2 separate regions of the Gossypium hirsutum genome follow, and region 2 is linked to region 1. Evidence: chromatin contacts called from public Hi-C data. All regions are on one chromosome and are shown on one strand. Each heading gives the region's core, a stretch centred on a gene start, on an enhancer-like site or on the middle of the called end of the contact. The rest is flanking DNA. Distances are from core to core; before and after follow the strand shown.

Region 1 (4,031 bases), core at 479-2,978:
TCGGTGTTGTAACAAAGTAGCTGATGCTCTTTGTAAATGGGCTTTTATTAACAAGAGTTGTATGGATTTTAACATGGATTTTCCGACGGAGATCCATGATCTTGTTTTAAAGGATGCGATCAATTAAAGTTTTAACCTTCGGGTTTTTTTCAAAAAAATAATAAATATGTAATAAATCTGTCTGAAATTGGACATGCTTAATGGACCATCAATGACATGAATTAAATATGTAATGACTTAAATATGCAGCATGCTAAGACAAAATAATGACCGAATGATAATGATAAAATTATAAACAAATCAATCAGACATGTAATTAAGCTGTAGAAACTTAAAACAAAGCTAATTAAACCGAAATAATCAAGAATGTTTGAAACTTATTCAACAGCTAGTTTAGCTAGCTAAATGGCAAATCAGCTTGAAGTAAAGTGCAAAGGATCTAGACGAGCAATCCCAAGCTCGATCGGTGGAAGCCTTTTTCCAAATCTGTCCACCAAAGCCGAATTTGCTTCTTTGAATGCTTGGATCGAGCTCGATTAATTGGACTAATTTGTAGCTTGATTGGATCTCGATTGAAGTTAGCTGAGTCCCTGGGTGGGTTCGTATCAACAAGTTATTATTTACTATCATAATAGATTAGCCCAATTTAATAGTGATCTAATTTGATTAAGGTTTATCGAATTTTAATTATTAAATAAAGTATGAGTCAAATATATGTAAATATTCTAATAACTAATTTCTAATTAATGATGGGTTGATTAGAAATTAGGATTAATATGCAAAAGTTATATATTAGGGCTATGCTTCCCAAATTACACATCAGATAACTTTACTAATATTTCATATTTAGTTTCTCTAAATTTCTTGTGTGCTAATTTGGATTTCAAGAAATCAATGAACTTAGGTACGCTTCCATATCTAGTTTTGTTTTAAGTGATTTGACATAACAGATCCTGATTTATAGTTTTAAGTTTATATTAGATCTTGTTTTTACAGTTCTAACAATTGAGAATTAATGTTTTTAGATTAATTTGTTCTTAGGAGTATTTGGAATTATGTTAAAATTTTTAGTTTTGATTAGTTATGAATTAAGTTTTTAAAGTTTTCTTAATAATTTAGATTGAATATATAACATGAGATTGTTGATTGGGCAATTGCATGATTGGAATGTAATTCTTGATTTATAATTCACATCAATTTTTTTTCCTTCATTGGTTACTCATAAAATTACTAGAAGTCAGGATATGCATGCGATATATTTAGAATATCATATAGTGTGATATTATAGATTCTTATGATCTTTTGAAAAATATATTATGATATTCATATTTTTTATTATAATTTTTTAATCATTAGAACCATGAACTCAAAAGTTCATGGTAGACGGCTATGTTGATTTAGGGTGAGTTTGGATGGACGATTGAGTGCGGTGTGGCGCATTTACTTACTTTTTTTCTCACGCTACAGTATCTAATCTCACCACTACCGCTATTTTTACACTAATCGCAGATAAACGCACTGTCCATCCAAACTCACCTTTAATGTAAAACAAATATGAATCTTAGAAAAGCACGTGTAAAGTGTCAAAAGTTATAAATGCTTTGTAAGTAGATTATATGGCTATGGGCTCTAAATTAACCCTATTTCTATGGGAATAACAACTTTATATCATGTTTGGTTGAGTGTAATCCCATAACTTTTACTTGTCTATTCGGTAGGCCCAATTTATTACTTTGTTTGGTTGGGGGTATTTGCGAATAGGCCGGTAATGGAAACCGACTGTATTACGGGAAGGCTCGTAATACACATTCCGTCACATGGGTTAAGAATTGCGATTCCATTCAGGATGGAATGAAAATGAAACCATAGCTGGACCAAAATGTCCCCTCTTGCTTTCCCCAATTATTTTCCCAAATTGAAACCTGGGTTGAAATCAACGATATGCATAAGCTCACCCGCTTCAGATTGTTCATCCTGATTAAAGGTAAGTTATGTTAAAATTTTCATATTATTCGTTCTTCATCTTCATCTCTCTTCAAAAGATTTACTTTTTTTTGAGGATTTTTTGTTTCCCTGAATTTGGCTTAATTTGGGGATGATTTTTTCCCAGATTAACAAAGAAAAGTGAAGATTTAAAAAATAAATTTGTTTTTTTTTCTGGAACTTGTTTTCCCCTAACTATTACTCTGCCAACGCTTTTTTAGATGAACCAAAAAATTTGTAGAAATAAAAAGAATTTGATTTTATCAGGTCTTTTTCTTTTTGTTTCCCCCAAGTTTTCATTAATTCGACAATGTTTTTTTTTCTAGATTTAAAAAAAATTCAAGATTTCCAGAAAAAAATTGATTTGTTTCAAGACTTATTTCTTGTTTCCCATTGAATTTTACTTATATGTTTCTTGATCTGTAAAATTTTCGCAACTGGCTTGTTGCTTATTTTGGAATTATATTAATTTTTCATTTTGCTTTTATTTTGCAAGTAAGCAATCTGGAAGTTTACGATTTCTACTAGTTGATTTCCAAACATTTTAACATTTAAACATGCATATTGCAGACGTAAAAAACGATTATTTGTAGGTATTTTATCAAGGCTGGATATAAGGTTATCTTTTTATATTGGAGGTGAATTTTACTTTTGTTGATTGTTTATTTGTATGGTTGATTGTTTTTTGTTTGTGTTCAGTGGATATTTGTATTGATTCTGCAACTTGTGTGTGTGTAGGGGAACCTACCAGTCGTATTGCAGGTCTCTTCTTGAGGATCCTTTGCTGGAATGCTTTGTGCTCGTTGATGATTTCAATTTTCAAGGTTTGTGGATTATCTTTCTCTATGTTTTATAATTTGACATTGATCATGACTCGAATGCATTAAATTGGCTTTGTATAGGTTATTTTGTATGATATGAGTTATTGAATTACTTCATTAAAGAACTCTATAAGAGGATGGTGTCATAATTTAATAGAAATGTGCTTCTTTGTTTCATGTTGTTTTCTATATATGTTACGACATTTGATGCTGTTCAACTTGTTTTAGAGGAGTTTGGTCGAAGCATCGGTGAAATTTTTTAGAATTTTGATGTAAATCCTCTTGGTTCTGCATCAATCGCACATGTATTACTTTTTCATTTCTTTACCTGGCTTGAAGTTTTATATGAGCATGCTGGGAAGGGTATTGGTTTATGTATTTAAACATATAAAATCTTTGAAGGCTGAGCATTTTCATTAAATAAGCTTCATGCTTGCCAACATACAACAGGATATGACACATTTGCTGTTTTAATGCTACCATAAAGTTTAACAGTTTTGCGGGGTTCTCGGGTTCTGAAAATAGGATAATGCTTACAAGAATCTAGTGGATATACCTTAACATATGTTTGTATCTGAATTAGGTTCATCAAGCAGGATTGAGAGGTGATAAGATCGATGTTGTTGTTAAGGTAAGTCCCCTTGAAAATGATTTTAAAACCTCATATGTCTATGTGATTTTGACCATTCAAGCTTATGGCAGGTGCAACATCCGGGAATCCAGGATCTTATGATGAACGACATTCGTAACTTGCAAGCATTTGCACTATACATTCAGAAGAATGATATCAAATTTTATCTGTTTTCCGCTACCAAGGAAATGGAAAAACAGGTATCTGTATTCACACTGATGTTCCTTGCAAAACACATCTATCATTCTTTTATGTATTTTTCAGATTATGTAAATTGACAGTATCGTTCCACTTGGATTTGGATTTCTTTTTTCTTCAGCATGTCGTTAATTATTTATCCTTTTTGCTATGTAGAGAATTTGCGATTTATTATACGAGAATAACTTAAAGAACTATGAGTTTTTGAATAACATAAAATGAGAAATGGCTTTTGAGACAAAGGGATTACAGATCTCAGCTCCTTCTGTATTTATGTCGAGTTTTCTTCATGTTTTTGAATAACATAAAGAACTATGAGTTTTTGAATAACATAAGATCAAAGGACTATGAGTTTTGATTTTTTATTTCACATATGAAAAGAACTAATGTTATTAAAA
Region 2 (4,358 bases), core at 927-3,426, 180 kb after region 1:
TTAAACACTTAGATACAAGTATTACATGTTTAAAACACGATATATGATATTTTCGAGCCATATACGAGCTTATAAAAGCTCAATACTATCCCAGGTCGAACTAGGACTAAACGAAAACGTTTTCAAAACTTCTCTATTTAGTGTCGTGACTTCCATGGTCAGGGGTCGCGACATTGAAGGCAGTACATAAGCTTTCCAACCTAAGGACCAAATTGTAAAGTTTTCAAAATAAAACAGAACCAACGTCGCGCCACCAAACAAGGGACGTTGTGATGAGGAGGGCTAGTGTCGCGACTTCAGGGTGTGAAGTCGCAACAAAAGCCAGGGAAATTTTGAAAACATTGCATTTTAGTCCTGATTCGACCCCGGGATAGTATTGAGCTTTCGCAAGCATGTATATGGCCCAAAAATGATCATATATAATGTTTTAGGCATGTAATACTCGTATCTAATTGTTTAATAATGGAATTTGAATTTAGTTTATCGTAGTTGTTTCGACAACGGATGTGACAACTCGTAGCTCAAACCTAACGATCGGGTTAGGTATGGGGTGTTAAAGGTGGGAACAAATGTGACTCTAAGGGTGTCAGGGGCCTTTCCCTTCAAATAAAAAATTGATATTTAAGTTCCCTATAAAATAATTAAATTAAAAGATAATTTATGGAAAAATTGTACTTTTGGCCCTCAAAAATGAAGAAAATGATGTTTTATTCCTTAAAAAATGATGAAACCATAAATCAATAGATTATAAAATTTATTATTCAATTCTAACCTCCTAAAAAGTTCCTAGATTTGCCCCTGAGTGTGAAACCCTTTTTCTCAATCTAAAAGGGTCTGGTTAGGGTCTCATTAATAGGGATGACAACGGAGTAGAACAAGGGTGGATGTTGTCAAATCTATTACCATTCTATTGTTGGCATCATTTACCCCACCACCTGCCCCACTCCATTATGAACGTGTAACATTAAAAATCTCTATAGACGTTGGATGCATCCATCCTCACATCGTACCATCTTGATTCGATTTAATTTTTACTAGTTATTTTTAATCTTTTTAAAAGGCAAGTAAATATTTAAAGATAATTCTTCAAAAAGAATGTCTAAACATAAAACATATGAGTTTTCTATATCACATTTCTATATTTTTACTCTTTTACTAATTATATACACAAAGGTAAAATAACAATTTTGTATAGTGGAGTGGGACGGGATGAGCCAATTAATTACCATAATCATTACACCCATTGTCAAAAGAAAGTCCAACTTGTTCTGCATCCATTTTAAATAAAAAAAAATCTCTCCATTCAAAATAGAATGGTTCGAAATCTATTGAACGGTTTAGATTTTTTTATCCCTACTCGTCGAGAAAAAAGTTCTCTAACGCCTTGGGAGTTAAATCGCCAATGTTTATCTATGACGATTCAAGGATAAATCGAAATAACACTGTTCATTTCATACTATTTCAATAAATAATTCATAGAATATATTATTATTTTTTTATTTGTATTATTTACAAAAAAAACCAAATAATAATAACAGGAATAACAACAACAATAAGGGTAAACTACACTTGTAGTTACTCAATTATTGGTAAATATTTTTTTGGTTACTCAACTATTAAATTTTTTTTTATCACCGAATGTTAAATGACTAATGAGAAGATGACGTGACAACTTTTAAAATTGGTAAATAGCAAATTTAACCATCGACATTTATGCATTGTATCAATTTAGTTTTGATTCTAAAAATAAAATCTTTAACGTCTACACATAGTGATTTGTTTTTTTTTCAATTTTTTATTTTTGTTTGTGACCCTTTCACCTAAAAATCTAAAAAAGAAAATCTATCAACTAATTTTAGTCGAAAATATATCAAAAATGAAAATACCAAATTCAAGATAATATTTTTCATCTTTTTTTTTCATTCTTTTAAAATTAACCATCAATGTCTCAAATAAAAAAAATTACAAAAAAAATCTAATTATAAAATGTGTAAATATTGAGGATAATTTTTTATAGAATTAAGACTAAATTAACGCAATGTATAAATATTAAAGTTAAATTTTAAAAAATGTGAAATTATATTTGTGGTAGTAAAAACGGATGACTAAAGAATTTTGGAATAATGGAATGACTAAATAAGTTAAATGGAATCTGACGAGTAACGCTAATAATGACAAGAATAATAGTAAGACAACTTTTTGTAGTGTACTTGCTTGGTGTTGCCGCAGCAGTTATGTTTTGTTGCTTGTTTTGATTAATTTATTTTAAAGTGGTCTAGGGGACATGCTGGGTCCCAACTTTTCTTAGTTATCCTCTGCAAATGCCAACCTGTTCTTTTATTATTATTTTCCGCCATTTTTGCTCTCTTTCAAGCTTTATTTTTTGCCTAGATCCACTTCTCTCTCTTCGATTTTTAATTACTGCATTTTTGTTTTAGTACACAACAAGAACAACTAAGAGATAGAATGTGACTTATCAATCTTTTAACTGAGATCTGTGAGAATTTTTCTATGTACCAAGGTATTGTAAATTTTCAGTAGTTTCCTGGGTACATTTTTGTTTTCATTTTGAACGTATTTATTGAGTTTTTGTCTTAATAAAACTGTTCAAATTTGGAAACTTTGATATGGTTTTTTTTTCGTAAAGATCTTCTATTTCTGGAATCTGGGTTGTTCTTCATTTCTCAGATTGAATTCATTTTTCTTTTATAAATATTAATTCTCATTGAATTTCATGTTCTTGAAGAACAGGAATTATTTACAGATGGGAAAAAAAGGTGGCTGGTTTTCTATTGTGAAGAAAGCTTTGAGCCCTGAATCCAAGAAATCTCAGGTTTCAATGATTTAATTCATAATCTAATGGATTTCTTTTTTCGGTTTGGGTTTTCTTAGATTTGTTGTTTTTAATTAATTTCAGCACCAAACTCCAAAGCCAAAGAAAAAATGGTTCGGAAAAAGCAAAGATTTGGGACCTGTGTCTGTGCCTGAAGAAACTGAAGTGATAACTGAAGATGTAAAGTTAAAAGAAGCTGAAAACGAACAAAGCAAACATGCCTACTCTGTGGCTCTTGCAACCGCTGTGGCGGCCGAGGCCGCGGTGGCAGCTGCTCAGGCGGCTGCTGAAGTTGTCCGTCTCACTTCTCAGCCGCGCCGTCTGGGGAAGTCAAAGGAGGAAATAGCTGCTATCAGGATTCAAACAGCATTTCGTGGATATTTGGTATATATATATATATCATTCCTTTTCTTTTCTTTTCTTTTTGCTTAATTTTGATGTTTTATGTTCTTATTTATTACTTAATGAATTCAAACATTTTTGAAGGATCCGAAAATACATTGTGTTCGCCTGTTGTTTATATAAACATATATGTATGAAGTTTTACTGGATTTTCCATTGTTGTCGTCCATGTCGGTGCTATTGCTTGAATTGAACGTTGTTATTGATTTTGAAATGATCGTTGGACATTTTGTTCGTATCGGCCTTTCTTGATGATTACTTGTGGCTAATTATGTTGATGATGATTACGAAAGGTGTTCTTGAGTGATGGTGATGTGTAGTATAATCATAAATTCTCCTGAATCATTTGTTTTGTGAGCGATTAATCATATTCATGCTATGAGTTATGGCATTTGAGTTCTCAGGCTAGGAGGGCACTGCGAGCTTTGAGAGGGTTGGTAAGGTTGAAATCGTTGATCAGAGGGCAATCCGTCAAACGCCAAGCAACTACAACGTTAAGATGCATGCAGACTCTAGCTCGTCTGCAGTCTGAGATTTCTGCAAGGAGGATTAGAATGTCAGAAGAGAACCAGGCTCTTCAGCGCCAGCTTCAACAGAAATGCCAGAAAGAGCTCGAGAAGTTGAGAGCTCCCGTAAGTTCCTCGATTTTAGCACATTTTATGCTTTGAGCTCATGATTTCCTAAATCTTCTTCGACTTTTTGGCTTTCCTTGGACCATTTTTTTATGGATCTTGACCCTATTTGGACTTTACTGTACCTTTTACCAAACTCATAACACAATCTGTCCTCTAGAGTTTTGCATACAAATACTGAATTTCTAGAGGGTTGAGCCCTCATGTTTTTCTTTGAAGTAATTTTCTTCCATTTGATGATCGGTTTTGTTGTATTTTCCACTACCTTTAAAACTCCTTTAGTGAAAGATCCGACCTTCCGGAAAACAATGAAGGTGGTATTATGTATGAAACCTGTCTCATACTGAAAGACTACCTTTCCCAACATTTGGACTTTGTGGAAAACCTTTTAAGGCTGATAGCAGAAGCATTTTACTTATAAGTCCTACTGTTTCTACTATTTAAGCAGAATGTATATGAACGCTGTTGAATCTACGGATTTGTTGTTTAAA

The links. Hi-C and Micro-C count contacts between places; a contact is called where the count stands out from the background.
Region 2: a contact with region 1 is called in a Hi-C map of leaf, with 2.1 times the contacts expected there. The contact joins the promoter of LOC107899444 here to the promoter of LOC107899437 in region 1. A contact is called at or near these places in 2 of 34 Hi-C or Micro-C datasets (both in leaf).

The regions. Positions count from the first base shown.
Region 1 is chrD04:18,235,586-18,239,616 of Gossypium_hirsutum_v2.1, forward strand. It overlaps LOC107899437, which reads left to right and starts at 1,729. Exons shown (of 5, transcript XR_001684683.2): 1 at 1,729-1,984; 2 at 2,554-2,621; 3 at 2,722-2,807; 4 at 3,388-3,435; 5 at 3,507-3,753. LOC107898219 reads left to right here. Exons shown (of 1, transcript XM_016823751.1): 1 at 1-127. The coding sequence ends at 127.
Region 2 is chrD04:18,411,636-18,415,993 of Gossypium_hirsutum_v2.1, forward strand. It overlaps LOC107899444 (protein IQ-DOMAIN 1), which reads left to right and starts at 2,177. Exons shown (of 6, transcript XM_016825164.2): 1 at 2,177-2,521; 2 at 2,752-2,833; 3 at 2,918-3,217; 4 at 3,640-3,867. The coding sequence starts at 2,765.